Linked DNA regions of Sus scrofa: all the other regions are linked to region 1. The links are chromatin contacts, called in public HiChIP or PLAC-seq and promoter capture Hi-C maps. All regions are on one chromosome and are shown on one strand. Each heading gives the region's core, a stretch centred on a gene start, on an enhancer-like site or on the middle of the called end of the contact. The rest is flanking DNA. Distances are from core to core; before and after follow the strand shown.

Region 1 (4,273 bases), core at 441-2,940:
GCTTTTTTTCTATCACTATTAATGACAAAAATCAAACATTTTGGAAAGGCATCCCTTTAATGAACCAAGTTTTAAACCTATTGTTAATGTTCACATCACAAAATTAACTTATTTTTGTCAGTAACAAAATGCTTCAAGACAGAGAAAATCCAAGATCCTTACACCAAACCAAATTCTGTGCCAAAGAGTACAGAGTAAAAATATTACTGAGATTATGTACTATCAAGTCAGTCTTAATAGCAAACACACTTTTTAAGCTTAGAGATAAAGTGATACGCATGGCACGTACTCAAATATTTGTTGAGTGAAAGATCTAGGGAAAAAACCCAATTCAGGTGTCACCACTTTTATCCTCTTTTTTGGAAAGAAATGTTTCCCTAAATTTAACTCAGCTCATGTTTTGAGTAAATTAAAGACAAACTACCATTCTTGAACTTTTGGTAAGCTTTTCCTCATATACCAAGTCAATCAGAATCCAACAACAAAGAATCCTTTCTGGAAGTTAAACCACCTTCATGCTTATAGTACTTTTTAAAAAGAATAAACAAAAAATAATAAAAATAAAAAGAATAAACAATAATTTAGCAGAGTTCACTGGATTATTTCCCCCCATATTAATACAATGCTATCATCACAACTAACTCAATTAGCTATACAAATTTCAAAGCTGGTTATTTTCCTTTAAAATAAAAAATGGATGAGAGGTATCCAAACTTAAACTCCCAAACACTAGTTCCAAAGTCTACTTTACCTAATAGATGTCTGCTTGCCATTTATTTCTGCAGCCCCAATATATAAACTACATTTTTGAAGTCGGCACATAAACAATGCCCTGGGGTCACTATACACTGGATATTAGTATTACTAGTAGGAATGCTCTAACAATGTTTCTTTCTCTCTCCCCTCGTCTCCCCCCGCCCCCCGCGCCATGAAGCTTTCAAATAACTGCCCCCGCCCCGTCCAAAGGTATTTTTTGGAACAGGGGAGCCGTATGGTCCTTGCGGTAATAGAAAAAGAACAACAAAAGGTATCATAAATATGGACCATCAGCCACGTAAAAAAGTCTAGGCGTTGGGGGTGGGGCGGGATGCAGGTCTTGAGTAAACAAGGTGATTCAACTGCGGAGGTGGTTATTATTGTTTGTACGTGGATCTGTTGCTTTGGGAGGGGATGGGGGAAGGTCCTAAGACATCCACTCCTGCTTCGAAACCTCCATAAAGAAAACGAAACCTGCAGCCCCCGGGGGAGAAAATCAAGGGGAATCGCGACAGGCCCTGCCCCGGCAGGAGCTGTCAGAACCGCCTCGATACCCGCGACTCTGCCCACAGGAAGGCGACCTGCGTCTTCGCCCCCACTCTGATCATCAGGGCGTCCTCAAACATTCTGTTCCCCTCCCTTCGCCACTCATCCAGCTGACGACGAGCAAGAGGAGGCTGGGGAGCCCGGGTCCCAGGGTGGAGGGAGGGCCGCGGCGCCCCACGTCCTCCGCCATCCCGAGCCACAGCCCTCTTGCTCACCCACCTGATGCTCTTTCACGACTTCGCTGAGGCAGGGATATCTCTCAGAGATCCATCGGTAAAACTTAGGGACTCCCATTTCGACCGTCAATACTAACTCCAGTCAGGGCCAAAGCGAAACCAAACGCCCCGCCGTGGCCTACGCCGCCGCCTCCGGGCCGTCGCTCCGCGGATGACAACACACCGCCCGCCCGACCATAGAGAGCGCCCGCCGTGGCTAGAGCGGCCGGATTCGGGCCGCATCCCGGGGCGGGGTCTATCTCGGCTCTAACCCGCCGTCGCCCCGCTAGCGTAGTTACCTCTAAGCAAGCGGAAGCGGTTTTGAGCGTTTGTGTTAAATTTAGTTCTGAAAACGTCAGTTGATCGCTCTCTAAGTGGATTTGAAGGGTGTGAAAACCTCCGGAGACGGCTTAACACTGTCTTGTGCTGGCTGCTTCGGGCTCCTGCGATTACCATTCTCACTACTTTTCAACACACATTTGGAAAGGTCTGGTGATTTATTTGGTTTACTTTTTTCTGTGAGGGGAAATTGTTTTTTCTTCGCGCATTGTAAACCTACAGCAGAGTTTCTTTTAAAATTTTTCTAAGTTATTTGCCAAAAACAATTTAACTCTCTTCCACCCCCACCCAGCTTCCTACTTCACTCTTAATATTGGGCCTTTGATAGGAAAGTAATGTTTAGTTTTCACATTTATACTTCTTGGGTTACTATATTTTCCCCATCACACTTACAGCTCTAACAAAAGGCAGCATTCTATGTGAATTTAAGTGAAATTATCTTTGTTATAAAAAGCTCTCCATTTATTTGTATGTAATAACCTGCTTTGTAATTATTATGAATTATTTAAAATCTTCTGCAATAGTAGCCCCCAAATTTAATGACATTAAAAAGTTCTTAGATTTTAGAATCGCATGAAATTTTAAGTATTGCTATTTCTCAAAACCACTGAATTCTGCATTCCAGTACACTTTTGGCATGGCAGCATCTTCAAGATTACAGAATATTTATATAGTTTTGATATTCACGCAAATTGGCTAATGTGTTTTTTTTCCTCCACCACATTTTCAACTATACAAAAAAAAAAAACAGTTTTATTAAGTGAGCCTAAGGATGTGCTATTTATACCTCTCTAACTAGACAGTTACCAGAGAGCAAGGAACCTAGCTCTGTGCATAAATATACCATAGTGCTTTGTCTACAGTATTTATTGAATATAATTTTTTGCTGTTCAGATGAATCCTTATCCTAGTACTTAAAATCAGTGAAAGTTGTAAAATGAAATTAGGCTGGCTTGTTTCTTGCAAATACATCTTTTCAGAGCATAAGAACATATGATATTCCATTTCTCTGGTTGGTTATAATACACACTACATATTAAGAAAGCAGTTTATTTCTTAACATATATTATTTTAAATATTATTAACAATCAGGGAGAAATATCAGTTACTCTGAGAACATAAACATATGTTGTACTTTAGAAGTGAATAGATAGAACCACAAATTAATACCAAATACATTACATTTAGATTATTAACAGAGTCTTTGGAGTAATTCCATTTCACATATATGGGGTCCAACCAAGGTACATTTGGCATAGTAAGTTTTCATCAGTAGCTTCTTGTATAAGATAATGCACATGTCCTTCGATAGATAATGGCAACCCTGTCACTCTATTTCGGGTCTTGATTACACCTTGCAGTCGCTGCTCGATGTCAAGTACATGGGTCTTAGCCTAAAAAGAAATTGAAAATCATAAGGATTAGGACTTAATGATATATGGATGTTTATGAACTGGAATTACTGCCTTTCTGTGATTTAATAAATGTCAATGCTATTTTACTGATCATTACCCCTTTTGTAAGAGCAAATACAGACAAAAGAGAAGAAATGAAGCAAATACAATAACTTGAGATACTGATTTCTGAGGCTTACAATGTTAATCTAACATAAACTGTTTGGACATTTTTCAGGACTATGTGAAATAGCAGGGAATCTCTTACACATTAGAAATCTAGAAAAATAATAATATAAAAAAATCTACCCTGAAAAGTGTTTAGGGCTTAAACATTTGAGCAGGTTAGGAACCCAACATAATGTCTGTTAGGATGCCTGTTTGATCCTTGGTCATGCTCAGTGGGTTAATGACCCCGCATTGTCACAAGCTGTTGTGTAGGTTGCAGATATGGCTTTCGACCCCTAGCCTGGGAACTTCCACATACCACAGGTGCAGCCCCTGCCCCAAATAGTAATATTCTAGGGAGTTTCCATCATGGCTCAGTGGTTAATGAACCTGACTAGTATACATGAGGATGCAGGTTTGATCCCTGGCCTTGCTCAGTGGGTTAAGGATCTGGTGTTGCTGTGAGCTGTGATGTAGGTTGCAGACATCGTTCAGATCCTGTGTTGCTGTGGTGGTGGCGTAGGCTGGCAGCTACAGCTCCGATTTGACCCCTAGCCTGGGAACCTCATATGTTGCAGGTGTGGCCCTAAAAAAACAAAACAACAACAACAACAAAAATCTAATAATAGCAACAATACTCTAATCCCTAATATTTACATTATATTAGTACATGCAAATGGGAGTTCTAAGTGAGCTACTTGGAATTCTACAAATTTCTTTCAATCAAGAAATTATATCAGAATGCAAAAATGAGAATGATATTAGAAAAACATTCCTCAATATATTCTAACTTATTTGAAATAACTATCTACAAAATTTGAGGCTTCAATTAATATAGTCTGGTCTCTGCATCTA
Region 2 (4,691 bases), core at 218-2,717, 530 kb after region 1:
AGTTGGTCATGAACCCTTCTTCTTCCTCTAGTGCTCAATCTTTTAAAGCTTAAAATTGGACATCACAGCCCTACTTAATTCTGTTGAAGGCTACTCTTTGCCCTCAGAATAGAATTCTAACTCCCCAAGCACAGTGGTTACCTCAGGGCCCTGTGTGAGCTTGCTTCCATCCACCTCTCCAGCCCTACACCTGGTCTAATACAACGTGACTGCTTACTGTGACTGCACAGTTGGGCTATATTGATTCATGCCATCGGATTTTGTTTCAAGTACTTCCTTTGCCTGGAAAGCTCTTTCCATTTTCTTTGCCTGGTTTGGCTCAGGAATGACCTCCTCAAGCAAGCTTTCCTTCTTTGAATACAGATCCTATTAAAGAAGGAAAGAAAGAAAGAAAAAAGAAAGAAAAGAGCACTGAAGTATGGTTACTCTCCTCTATTTGTGATTAAAAATGAAAGCAATACCAAACTGTAAAATGTAACTCTTTTATCTTGTTTTTTTTTTTTTTTGTTTTAGGGCCACAGGTGTGGCATATGGACATTCCCAGGCTAGAGGCAGAATCTGAGCTACAGCTGCTGGTCTAAGCCACAGTCACAGCAATGCAAGATCTGAGCTGCATCTGCAATCTACACCACAGCTCACCACAAGGATGGATCCTTAACCCACTGAGTGAGGCCAGGGATGAAACCTGCTTCCTCATGGATCCCAGCCAGGTTAGTTACCCCTGAGCCACGATGGGAACTCCTATAAGTCTCTTAAATGACACACAACTGTATATATGTAACTGAATCCACTTTGCTGTACACCCAAAACACAACATTGTAAATCTACTCCGAAATAAAAAAAATTTTAAATAATAACTTATATGAATGCTAGATTTAGACTATCGTCTGCTTATGATTTTTCTCTCATGCATCCTTTCTCTCCACGCACCCATTTTGCAGACGCCTTAAACAGACTATCCAACAACCCCACTGCTGGAATCTCAGCTTGGGTCAAAAGCTGCCCTGCTCTGCTTCTCGGCACCACTGCATTTTAAAGTAACTTGAACAGACCGCAAGTTTGCCTTTCCCCCTAGGGGATGAGAGCCAGAGGTGGCGGGAACACCATCTTTGTCCATGGAGCACCATACCTCAGCCCACTCTCCTGTTGGCTCCAGGTTTACTTGAGTCGAAGTAAAAACTCCTCCCGGCTGACCCATGCATTTCTTCTTTAAGAAGGCTTTCCCTAACTCATCCAGCAAGTGCAACTAGTTCGCGCCTATCAAGGGCTGGCACTGAGAAAAGGGTGCATTCCAACCAGCCCTGAAAGCCTGGACAAGATTCCCTAAATTCTCCGGCGGAGAAAGCAACCCGCCAGGGAGACGCCCACAGATATTCAGCAGAGTGGGCAGGGCTGGAAAAAAAAAAAAAAAAAGAAGACCGACACCGGAAGTCACGTGGCCACTTCCCCTTGAATAGTCGGCAATCGACTATTCAGCCTTGCAGGCGCCTCTGGCGGGCTGTGTTGAGATCCAGTCTTTCGGCGTTCGACTCGCCCGTGCTGCTGCTGCCGCCGCCGAAGGAGGGGCAAAGCTCAAGATGGCGGACAAAACGCCAGGCGGCTCTCAGAAGGCCAGTTCAAAGGTAATTTCTTAAAGGACTTCGTGAGTCATTGAGTCTATCACTGTCGTCTGGAGACTACAGACACTTCTGGCCAGCGGGAGGAGATTGGGGTGGAAGTCCGCGTTCCGGTCGCGACGGTAGGCCGGGGCGCAGACGCACCGTGGTGCGCAGGTTGAGAGGCCTGGTATCTCCCCTCGGTCCCAGCCTGGATTCGGCTCGAGGCTGGCGGGCCCGGGGCAGGTGGCATGAGTAGTTCGCCCCGCGCTTACCACTGGGGTGAAGTCAGGGATTTACACTGAGGTCTGACGCCAGGAAAACGCGCCTCTGTATTTCAGCTTGTTGCGCTCTGAAGCTCCGGGACAGAGTCTAGGAGAGGCGGGAATCACTTCCCGGTACTTAAGGTCTACTTCTCTTTCCTCGGTTCTTTGGGGTTTGGATCTCGTACGCTTCTGGCCTCCTTCAATTTCCCTCACGTCCTGCAGGGAATAAATAATCTCTAGGGCTGCAGATTGTGAGGGGAGGCCCTATAGTGGAGGGACGCGGGGTGGGAAATGCAGAGGCGGGAGCAGTTCTCCTTTGCGGTGCTGCATCACCAAGGTTAATGCTACGCTCTACACGTGGTCTTACCTCCCTTAAGGGGAAGTATGAAATGAACGCTTCTTTGGAGGGCTCATTTTCGAGGACTCGGGGTCCTCATCACCTCCCGAAAGGAGAACTTTCATAAGTTGCTTTTGAGTGTACAGGGAATCGTGTGCAAGTATTGTGAAACCACTGAGCTGTGGGAGTAGTTTAGCTTTAGGTTGTGATTAGCATCTGGCACCAGTTGCCATCTTGGACGGGTCATTTAATCGTTTTTGCTTTGAGTTTCTTTTTCAAAACGATATTAAAAGTAGTAGATAGTGCCCAAAGTAGTTGTTAAGCTTTTCTATGCTGATGTAAGAAATTGTGTAATACACATCTTAAAGAGTGTGTATGAATTGCAAGTCGGTTACTAGGAAGTTAAGTTTACTGTAGACGGGGCTAGTTCTGTGTGTGCAGTTTGTTTTGGGAAATATAACCTATTATATACTTGCTTTCTCAGTTTCTAATCATAATCTTTATGCCATTTGGTGCATGACGTCTATAATTAGTTCGTAATTAGTAATGGATTTACCAGAAATCCTTTAGTTGTGTGGAGGCTATGATAGAAGGCCAGTATTGGCTGCTTTACGTTCTGCGTTTACTCCTTGTTTCTCCTCTCCCCACTTAATTTCCCCTTGATGAGGAGGGGAGTAGTTGGGTACATCACTCTGCCCACTTCCTCAGCAGACTCATCAGAAAAACAGCCCTGTTTACTGTTAGGGAACGATTACCAAAGTTAGCCACATCCATAAAATTCACCGGTAAGCGTCACTATTTTTGTTTCTTCTCAAAATAATACTTTAGTATCTCCTATTTGAGGCCTTGGATACATTGAAAACATTTTAAAGCATATGTTCAGCCTTCTCTAAGAGTATTTGTCAGGGTTGTATATGGCTTTTTTTTTTTTTTTTTTGGTAAGTGTAAATTGTTGAATCTGCCAGGAATCTTTTCAGTTTGTATTGCTTTAGATTATCGTCAATTGATGTGATTAAGAGGTTTCCTACGATGTCTGTAAAATATAGTAGGGCTCAAATGATATGGTTTTTTGCATTAATATGGAGGGTACACGAGGTAGTGGAGAGATTATGGATTTTGATAACAAAGTCGAGATTTGGATTCAAATTCTGACTTGGTACTTTATTTATGATGTCGCAAATTGCTTAAACTTTTGAGCCTCAACTTCCTTGTTGGTAATGTGGATATAATCTCTTTTTCTACAGGGTTGACGTAAAGGTTAAATGAGTGAATAACTCTTAGTTCCTTTGCTTTTCCCTTTTGTTCTTAGAGGAAATGAAAAGTATTTACTTTTCAAAATATCAGGATAAGTTCTAATGCTGAGATTTAGAATCTAGGTCATTAGTTAACATAATGACTATCCACATTGCTGCTTTTTATTTCTAACCCAAGTCCAGAATTTATTGGAGAGAGTTTAAGATCATTTTTGCTAATACTTTCAGTACTTGGAATTTCTAGCCTTTGCTCTCTAGTTTGATTTCCTTTCCTGTGGGGAGTTTAGATGAGTGAGGATTATTCTACTACAATACAGAGGGAGTGAACAGATTCTTCAGTTTTGTGCTTTCTTACTCTTTGTTAAATTGTAGTTATTAAATTCCTATTGATATGGTCAGAGATGCTTGTTAATCATACTTCTAGACACTGAGAAAAATGTTAAGCTTAAAAATGTACAAGGGAATGTAATGTACAGCATGGCGACAGTCTTTAATACTACTGTATTGCATGTTTGAAAGCTGCTGAGAGTAGATCTTAGTTCTCATCACAAGAAGAAAACTGTAAGGCAAATGGCTATTAACCAGGCTTATTGTGGTGATGTTTTTGTAGTGTATACAGATATTTAATCATCATGCTGTATACCTGAATCTAATACAGTGTTTTATGTCAATTATATCTCAGAAGAAGTTTTAAAAATAAACAGATTCTTGCCAATGACAATGGCAAAATTATTTGATGTGTCTTAATTATAACATGTTAAATTAGCTAGTTTCTTCTTGCTTTTAAAATTGTTTCAAGTATATGTAGTCAAATGATTTAATCTTTACGTGTAGTCACCTAATGAAGAGACCACGTGCCCTTTATTTTTTGTGTAATTTTGCTATGCTTTTCACTTTAAAGCCTGGCAAATGTAGAAATTCAGTAAATGTTTTAGGAACTAGCAAAAAATTTCCTGTGTATTTATTTCTGTATCACCAGACTAAAATAATGCTCTGTGGGGGAGGGGTGTTGGTGCCATGTTGTAGCTTCGATTTTAGGAAGAGAGGCAAAGAGCCTATAATTTTGCTTAGAAAAATGTTAAACATATTTCCTTAGATTTTAATTTATAAAAATTAATTTTGATTGTAAGAGTTGTTTGCTCAGCAAAATGAGAATATGAAGAGAATGTGGTATTCTCATTCTTCTGCATCTCCTGTGCTGGTAATACTGCTAATACAATGGGATTGTGTGCCTTGTTAT
Region 3 (4,422 bases), core at 1,215-3,714, 640 kb after region 1:
GTCCAGGATTAGGTAAAGCCCACAGCAAGTTTCCAACAGCAGTCTCCTTTCCACATCCCAGACATCAGAAAAGAGAGACTCTGAGGACTGTCCTGGAAAAGATGCTAGATTGCAATGAACTCAACAGTGAGCTGAAATTAAGGACAGCCCTGTGGCCTGACCAGCTCCTCTGCCAATGAAATTATGTGACTTATTATATGTCTGGGTCATTACTATGCTAAAAGGATAAGTGGATTAAAGTGAAAGGAATTTCTGAATCAATGTGGGAAGGAAGGCATTATCAAGTTTTTGGATGTCATTAGCTGTAACAAAGTTTGGAATTAATCATGACACAGTGCAAAATGGTAAAGCAAGGAGAGGGTGGAGATGCTGAAACCTGTAAATTTATGCCATCTGAGCACTCCCTGTGGGGGAGTCTGGCAAATGCATTTATTATTTTGCCAACTTTAGTAAAGTGTTACAAAATTGCAGACAAAATTGTTTCTATGCAAACAATTTTTGAGAAAAGGGTCCTTAAATCAAATAACTGCAATTCACATGCTTTCTGAGTAACCACAAAGCTAGGGACTAAATTTTAAATATTAGACATTATTTTTCAACCATGCTGAATACTAAGGTTGAGATTTTTCTTTCCTCCCAACTTCCTTTGCTTTTAAGGGCCGCACCAGCGGCATATGGAGGTTCCCAGGCTAGGGGTCTAATTGGAGCTACAGCTGCCAGCCTAAACCACAGCCACAGCAACCCCAGATCTGAGCGGCATCTGTGACCTACACCACAGCTCATGGCAATGACGATGGATCCTTAACCCACTGAAGGAGGCCAGGGATAGAACCCACAACGTCATGGTTCCTAGTCGGATACCTTTACTTTGCACCGCAAGGGGAACTCACTCATCAGTCTTTTAACTTGTCAATATCCCTTTAGTTTTTTGGGGAAAGGACAGAGGAAAGAAGGGACAGGGCTAGAGAAAGCTCAGAAAGTGATGTGGGTGGGTCCAGAAATGGAGAGATGGTAAATCATTAAATTATCACCTTAGTTTGTAAATAGGGATTAAAAACGTCTGTCTGTCCTGACGCTACTTGAGCAAGCTGCATATAAAATTCCACCTCTACTCTTCTCCTTCTATTTGCATAAAATCTGTCCTAGAACCATCTCACTCTTACATTCTATCAGAACCATGGCGGTGGGGATGTGTGTGGAAATCTGAATTTTACCTACAGCATTATGCATTTTTCTGGCGAACAAGGCCAAGTCAAGGTTTTGAAACATTTTCTACCCGGAAGACTCATATGAATTAAGTCACTTTCTAAGAGTCCTAGCACTCCGAAGATTCTGTTAAGACTCACTGAAGAGTAGTAACGGCGCAAACAATAACATTTTAAATTTAGAAGGACATTCTGGCTGAGAGAGGCTGGCCCATATAGTACAAAGATAAATCTGCAGTAACTTTGTCAACTTCTAAAAACTCTTTTGGGACAGGAGGCAACAAAAACGCCTTACCAAAGGCCGATGAGCTTCAGGACCGGTAGCGATTCGTAGCTCTTCAGCCAAGGGCTCAAGTAAGGTTTAATTACCTGGGTATCTAACTCCTCTCACCGTTCAATTACTACTGTAGACGCTTATAACTGTCTTCATTTCGGGGATGAATTTTAAGCTACGGCTTAGCCTCTTCTGATGAAGGGGGGATGAGAAGAGAGAGAGGGGCGAGGGGGGAGGGACGGAGAGAGAGCGAGAAAGGGAGAGGCAGGGAGAAGAGAGAGGAAGAGAAAGCTGTTCCTTATTAAAAAAAAAGGCGGGGGGGTAATACTTAAACCAACTAAACACGATCTACTAAATATGATCCGACAACGGCGTTTCCTTTAAGGTCAAATCGCTTGATCTCATTTCTAAAACCAAAAAGCAAGACATGTATTTTACGGTAAATTAGAACAGAGTCACCCCTGATGCCCCATCACCCCAGTTCGTTCCCGAGGACATCAGTCACAGCGAACGCATCATCACGAGATGAGATGGGGAGAGCGTCTGCTGGGGGCGTAATAAGACCGAACAGGCTCTCTCCATAGGTGGAGTAAAGCGAGAAGAAGCCCCGCCGGCACACTCCTCCGGAAAACTGAAGCATCTTCTTTAACCTCGGGGTCAGAAAGATTTATTACTTCCTCGGTGAGCGAGAAGCCTCAGGCTAGTTGGAACTGACGAGCGGGGAGTGGGAACCTGAGAGCGACGCTCGGCGTTACCAGAGCTCTCCGGGGCGCGGGTGCGTCCTCAGTTCCCGGAGGGGCCCAGCCGTGCCGACCCGGGGGAAGAGCGGCGTGGGAGGCCGCTGCGGGATTTGTCCAAACTTTATCACCAACTCTTTCCGAGAGCAAAAACGGACGATTGAGCCCGGCAGCGGCGAGCAGAATCCAAGTTTCTCAGAGGTCGGGGCGCCGGAGCGCTCTTAACCCCCGAGTCAGCGCCCTGGCGCTCAGCACACGGACTGCTACGGCCTCCACCGCGCGGATGGCGGCCGGAGCGACGCCGCTATAAATTGGTCCCCGCATCTCCAACCCCCAAGGCGTCGGCGGCGGGAGCCGGGCGCTGAGTCGGGGGCGGGCGCGGGACGCGCGGAGGAGGAGCGCAGCGCGGTGAAAGGGGAGGAGTCCCAAGGATAGACGGTGGCGCGCACCAACCCGGCGCCTGCTGGCAGGAGCCGTGCAGAGGCTGGCCCGAGCGCGTTGCAGCCGCTCGGCGTAGGGAGAGTCGGGTAGCAGCATCCTCCCAGGCGCCGCTTTCGCGCGGCGGTGGCAGCGGCTGCGGCTGGGGCTTTCTCAGTCCGGATTTCTCGTTGGCCCGAAGAGGCTGGTGCCGGGGGGCGGGGCGGGCAAGGGAGCTGCGGACCCCAGCTCTTTTGCTTAGAGCTGTGTGTAGGGGATTTCTGGGCCAGTCGGAGGCTGCGGAGCGGCGGGGGCGCCGGCAATGCCCGCTCGGGCATCCTCTGGGTGATGGAAGAAGCAGCTGCTGCCGCCGCCGCTGCAGGGTCGCACTGCGCCCCATCTACAGCCTTCCGAGAGATGGGAAGATTCGGGGCGCAGAGGCCGAGAGCGAGAGAGGCGGAGCCGCTTTGCCTGGAGCTGGGTCCGGTTTAAGCCCCCTCCCCCCAACTTCCCCCGGCCAGCTTCACCCCCCCGCCCCGAGCGAGGAAGGAAGCTACTGTCCCGAGAGGGCGGCGGCGACGCCGCTGGAGCCGGTCGCAGTGGGCTTAGCGGAGGGCAGAGCAGGGCTCCAGGCCCGTTGAAAGTTTCCCTTCCCCAGCCTCAGGGCGCCTGCTGCCAGGAAACTCTGCCCAGGGCTTGGGCTGCGGATTCCCGCGACCCCCTCGGAGGCAGGGGACCCCGAGCGGAAAACAGCGCTTGAGAAATCGAGGAACGAGTGACAGCAGGACAGACAGCCGGGCCGTGATCCCGGGCCGCTCCGGGGCGCGCCTGCGGCTCCAGGTGAGCTGGGGAGCCAGGCAGACCCGAGGGTGGGCGTTACTTAGGAGGAGGTGGAGGCTGGGGAGGAGGATTGGGGAGCATCGACTTACTCCGCTTCCCCTCGTAGGTCCTTCTCGGAGCCGCTGCCATGGGAGAACCAACCCTAGGCGCCGGGGACCAGCCGCCGCTGCTGCCGTGCCCACCTCGGAGCCGCGGCCCAAGTCCCCGCGTCCGAAGCCGGGCCGCTGCGTCCCCCTCCCGGGTTGCAGGGCCGCCTCCGCCGCGCTGCCGGCCTGGGCTGTGCCTGTGATGAGCCGCAGCCCGCCGCGAGCCCTTCCCGCGGGCGCGCCCCCCCGGTTGCTCCCGGCCGCGCCTGCCGCCGGGCCGCGCGCCCTGCTCCCACCGTGGCCCCGGCGCCCGGGTCGCCGCTGGCCCGCGTCCCCGCTCGGAATGAAGGTGTTCCGCAGGAAGGCACTGGTGCTGTGCGCGGGCTACGCGCTGCTACTGGTGCTCACCATGCTCAACCTCCTGGACTACAAGTGGCACAAGGAGCCGTTGCAGCAGTGCAACCCCGACGGGCCGCTGGGTGCTGCGGCGGCAGGAGGTGCTGGGGGCGGCTGGGGGCGCCCGGGGCCTCCTCCGGCAGTGCCGCCACACGCGCACACCCGCTTGGACCCCCGTACCCCTCATCGCCCTCCCGTTGCAGCCGTCGGGGCGGCTCCGGCAGCCGGGGCGGGGGCTCCGGGGGCCGCAGCCTCTTCGGGTAATGGTACTCGGAGCAGCACCGGGGGCGGCGGCGGGGACAAGAGACAGTTGGTGTACGTGTTCACCACGTGGCGCTCAGGCTCGTCCTTCTTCGGCGAGCTTTTCAACCAGAACCCCGAGGTATTCTTCCTTTATGAACCAGTGTGGCACGTGTGGCAAAAACTGTATCCAGGGGACGCCGTTTCCCTGCAAGGGGCGGCACGGG
Region 4 (4,643 bases), core at 589-3,088, 630 kb before region 1:
AGGCATAAGCATGTACCATTCCTTGTCCCCTTCTTTTTTGGCCACACCCAGGGCATGCAGAAGGGACAGGGATTGAACATACTACAGCTGTAACCTGAGCCAGAGCAGTGACAATGCCAGGTCCTTAACCCACTGAGCCATGAGAGGGAACTCCTACCATTTCTCATTCTTAATCATCCTCTAGCCTTTCATCTGAGTTCCCTCCTTTTCTCTTTCAAACTGCCCAGTTCCCCCCAACTGGGGGCATTTTATCCTCATCTGGTTCTAGCCTTCTTTTTTAAATTAACTATCTGGCATTTATAGCATCTCTAGTCAGATGTGTGGTAGCTTAATGTGAGTAAAATGTGTGTCCTTTATGGTTCATCTGGGTTTGTTTACAGGCATTTTTGTCTGGCTCATAAACTTAGTGGGGTCAACTTTACATCTGCCACCACTACTACTGCTCTGTTCAACCTGACAGCCTTGCAGAGGTTTGCTTTCTCCACCCACTTCCGGGCCTCCGATGCCTCCCATCTTCCCCCAGTTCAAACGTCACCTCTTCCATCAGCATCTAGCCAAATGTGACCCAAATGTATCCACATTTATATTTTCACACATATATGCTTCCTTGCCTCCTCCGCCAGATTTCTGGAGCTTCTAGCCCCCATCCAGACATCAGGAGAGGAGGGGATGAGGCCCAGTAGGAAAAGGTGGGAGGCTCTGAATTCCAAACCCGACACAGCAGGTGTCCACCACTAGGTGGTAGTGGTGATCAGGCATCTTCGTGGGCTCTCCATACCACAGCTTTCTTATTTAAATAGAGATGTTATCTGCTTTGCTTGGGAAAACATAATAATATGACCCCGGGCTAGATGCAGAAGAACCCTGGATTCAAAACAGTTACCTTTAGGGAATAATGGTGTGTCTTTATCTTATTTTTCTGGACCTCAACATTCCTATCAATAAAAGGAGGATGTTGGACTAGATAGAGGTTCTCAGAGTGTGGTCCCCGGGGGTTCCTGGGATCCTTTCAGGGGAAACAAGGTCAAAAGTATTTGCATAACAATATTCACCGCTATTTCTCTTCACTTTCTCCTGTGAGTATACAGTGGAGTTTTATAAAAGCTACAAGATATGTGATATCCTTGTTCTAATGATTACTTGTAATGGGTTTATTGCTTTTCCTTGCGGGGGCGGGGGGTGGGGGCACACCTGTGGCATATGGAAGTTCCCAGGCTAGGGGCTGAATCGGATACAGCTACCAGCCTACACCACAGCTCACAACAACACCGATCCACTGAGCAAGGCCAGGGATTGAACCTGCATTCTCATGTATACTAGATACTAGTCGGGTTCCTCATCGCTTAACCACAACAGGAACTCCTATGGTTATTTTTTAAGTGAATACATTAAAATTTTTTTCGTATTTCTTAAAAAAAAAGTGTGTGTTTGTGTGTACACATATTTTACAAACCGAAAGTTCTTTAATGTTCCAGTGATTCTTAAGTGTAAAGGGGTGCCAAGACCAAAAAGTTTGAGAACGGCTGAACCAGATTTCTAAAAGATAGTCATTCATTCACTCAACAAATAACTACCCCTCCTGAGGCCAGGCATTTTTCACATACCCAGGAGAAGGTGGTGATCAAGTCACGTCCTCGCTCCGATGGCGTTTTCATTTAGGAAGGGAGTACATCAATATGACAACTTGTGAGAGCCAGAAGGGTCACGAAGGCATAAAGCAGAACACCTGCTTCCTGCACCGGCAACCCTCCTGAGCGCGGCGCCCATTCTTGGCCAAAGAGTCGGAGCGGGCCGGGCCCAGGGCGCGGGGGCGGTGACGTCACTGGGACGCGCCAGCCAGTCTCGGGCGGCCTCCGTCGTAGGCCCCACGGTGGCCCGCAGCCTGCGGGCGGCGCTGTGGCCCGGCGAGGGGCCCCAGGGAGCCGCCATAGTCGCCCGCCTTCCGCAACCTAACGTCTCCGCCGCCGGCTTCGCGCCGCCGCCATGGCAGACGTGGAAGACGGCGAGGAGCCCTGCGCCCTGTCCTCTCACTCCGGTAGCTCAGGAACCAAGTCGGGAGGCGACAAGATGTTCTCTCTGAAGAAGTGGAACGCGGTGGCCATGTGGAGCTGGGACGTGGAGTGCGATACGTGCGCCATCTGCAGGGTCCAGGTGATGGGTAAGCGCTGCACTCGAGACCCTGGCTGTGCTGCGGCCTCCGCGGGCCCAGCTCCGGCCCGTGGGACACACCGAGCCTCGGAGAGACTGTTCCTGGAGGTATAGGGGCGGGGTCGCCCTGCCTGGGAGCGAAAGACTGGGGCCACGCCCGTGCTGCTGCTAGTCGGAGGGCTGCGGCCGGCGACGGGGACTGGTAGTCTGGGGAACGAAACAGGTGGAAAGCAGGGCAGTTAAAAAGGTAATTTCAGGTAGTGATGGGTGTGGTCAAGACAATAAAAGTAGGTGAGTTGATGGGAGCTGCGAGGCACCACTTTGGTTTGTGGGCCCAACCTCGCCACCCTTTTCTAAAAGCAAACTGTAGAGGTCACGGTCAAGGCCCTGAGTCAGCGGGTCGTTTTAATGCTTCTTTTCACACACCAGAGTGATGCTCTGGAGTCATCTTCCACAGTAATGACTCTTAGTCTTGTTCCGGAGAGGCGCAGGAAAGAAGTGTCCCTAGCTGTTGCCTTTCGGGATTAGCTACTGTTCTGCTGGCTTTAAAACTTGGATGATTCAAGACTGGTCAGATGGCAGTAGCTTGTCTTGAAGAAGAATGTTAAGCCCTTTATTCAGAAACATAAATTTTAATCTCATTCCTGGCCCTACGCTATCAAAGGATGCCATTTCCTGGAGAAGACAGTGTCCTGATAGGCCTTTGTGGAGAATTTTCTTTTACAAATAAGTCACTTCTTTCTATAAATTTTTTTAAAAATATTGGACCAAGTGAAACCTTTCGGGACAGCTTCATCCTGTTATATTTTATATGGTTTCTGTTCTAAGATCTCAGAACACCTTGAAAAAGAGATGCTGTTTAAATGCATCCTTATTTTTTTTAATAGGGCATTTAAAATCACTGTGAGAGCATCTTAAATGAAACCGAGGTTTCTATAGTTTGAAAGCTTTTACATCTTAAACCGAAAAATCAGAGTTTTGGAGAAAATAACTCAAAAATTGCTCTCAAATCAACTATAAGGAGTTCCCTTCGTGGCGCAGCAGAAATGAATCCGACTAGGAACCAAATCAACTATAAAAGAAAAAATAAAATCTAAAAAAAAAAAAAAAATCACTCTCCCTTCTTGAGGAATGAAAATTCAGAACTGCCAGAATCAAGAGGTTTCTTCATTTACCCTCTCTGTAGTATGTTTTCTTGTTTTTTATTCATAAAATAAGGACTCATTTTAAAAGCAGATTTACAACAATGAGATATCATATATTTATTTTTTTACTTTTAAAAGAATTTTATTTCAGACATGATCCACGTGTTTTGCATATTAGGTTTTAAAAATACCTTGTTTATTGGCCTGCAATACAGCCCCCTTACCCTACTCCTTACTTAAAAACTGAAATCATAATTTCTGCTTTGAGTGGCATTTTTGACTTATCCAAACAATTTTTGTTCTTTTATGAGAAAAAACTTTGTTAAAAATTTTATCCCCTAAGTGATTAAAAAAAGAGGTTTTTCTGAAAGGTTATTTTCTTCTTCTCCCCAGGGAAAAATTTTAAATTTGTAAATAGAAATGCAGAGTTTTAAATAATGGTTGAAATTTGGCAGCAAATAAACCTTCCTGGTCAAAGTATGGGCTCTAAATGACTTAACAGGCACATTAACTTTCTAATTATAGCAAGTATTCCGCTACTGTGGATTAATGTTGCAGATTTACAACAGCTGTACTTTGGATTCAGGAAAGTATTCTGGACTAGACCTCTATATTTTGATTATAAGGTGTTAAAATCCACTTAGTGGTCAGGTGACGGCAGAAGGAAGTTTTATAGACTTGCCAATCCTTAGGGTAGCGTCATTCTTAAAGGTGTTACTGTTATTGTACTCCTTAGAAATGTGCTGTTTTAGATATTAGGAATATCACCAAAGGAAAAATGTTTTCTTTTATCTGAAACTTTAGGAATTTTTATACATTTAGGTCAGTTGTTTTTTTTTTAAATAATTAAATCAAAGCTATAAGCATAATTCAGAGATTTTTAGATTCTACAAAGAGCCTATCTAATCCCACTTCCTTAATATTTGGAATTCAGAATTCATCTCATACATCTAAATGATTTGTTATGACTTCTTTTTTAAAAAAATTTATTGTAGTTGATTAAAAGTGTTTCAGGTGTACAGCAAAGTGATTCAAATACACACACACACACACTTTTTTTTTCAGATTCTTTTCCATTGTAGGTTATTTCAAAATTTTTATGACTTCTTGATCTAAGATTTACCTGTCCACCCATTCTGATGTAGTTAACACTTCCTTGTTTCCACTCTTCCCCACCCCCACCCCCTTCATTCTGAAAGGAGCAAATGACACAGTGAGCAAGCACTGACAAGGAAAAGGGGAATAGGTTTGCTAGTACTGTAGAGGTATAAAGAGCGAGAGCTGGAGTTCCCGTTGTGGCTCAGTGGTTAACGAATCTGACTAGGAACCATGAGGTTCGATCCCTGGCCT

The links. Promoter capture Hi-C pulls out the DNA fragments that hold promoters and counts their contacts. HiChIP or PLAC-seq counts read pairs in DNA pulled down with a chosen protein or histone mark.
Region 2: a promoter capture Hi-C map of liver shows a contact between it and region 1, with 8 times the contacts expected there. The contact joins the promoter of U2SURP here to the promoter of XRN1 in region 1. A contact is called at or near these places in 2 of 5 promoter capture datasets (fetal liver and liver), 1 of 47 Hi-C or Micro-C datasets (heart right ventricle) and 1 of 2 datasets of contacts at active chromatin or transcription factors (alveolar macrophages).
Region 3: a contact with region 1 is called in an H3K27ac HiChIP or PLAC-seq map of alveolar macrophages. The contact joins the promoter of CHST2 here to the promoter of XRN1 in region 1. A contact is called at or near these places in 1 of 5 promoter capture datasets (fetal skeletal muscle) and 1 of 2 datasets of contacts at active chromatin or transcription factors (alveolar macrophages).
Region 4: a promoter capture Hi-C map of liver shows a contact between it and region 1, with 7 times the contacts expected there. The contact joins the promoter of RNF7 here to the promoter of XRN1 in region 1. A contact is called at or near these places in 2 of 5 promoter capture datasets (fetal liver and liver), 5 of 47 Hi-C or Micro-C datasets (alveolar macrophages, brain, liver and 2 more) and 2 of 2 datasets of contacts at active chromatin or transcription factors (alveolar macrophages and skeletal muscle).

Annotation. Positions count from the first base shown.
Region 1 is chr13:83,172,807-83,177,079 of Sscrofa11.1, forward strand. XRN1 (5'-3' exoribonuclease 1) reads right to left here and starts at 1,691. Exons shown (of 44, transcript XM_005669915.3): 1 at 1,522-1,691. The coding sequence starts at 1,596. ATR (serine/threonine-protein kinase ATR) reads right to left here. Exons shown (of 47, transcript XM_021069571.1): 47 at 2,709-3,250. The coding sequence ends at 3,077.
Region 2 is chr13:83,703,034-83,707,724 of Sscrofa11.1, forward strand. U2SURP (U2 snRNP-associated SURP motif-containing protein) reads left to right here and starts at 1,468. Exons shown (of 28, transcript XM_013982108.2): 1 at 1,468-1,622. The coding sequence starts at 1,578.
Region 3 is chr13:83,816,188-83,820,609 of Sscrofa11.1, forward strand. CHST2 (carbohydrate sulfotransferase 2) reads left to right here and starts at 2,465. Exons shown (of 2, transcript XM_003358597.4): 1 at 2,465-3,473; 2 at 3,580-4,422. The coding sequence starts at 3,762.
Region 4 is chr13:82,546,637-82,551,279 of Sscrofa11.1, forward strand. It overlaps RNF7 (ring finger protein 7), which reads left to right and starts at 1,839. Exons shown (of 3, transcript NM_001245011.1): 1 at 1,839-2,158. The coding sequence starts at 1,984. It overlaps LOC102160777 (a long non-coding RNA gene), which reads right to left and starts at 1,804. Exons shown (of 3, transcript XR_001300354.2): 1 at 1,605-1,804.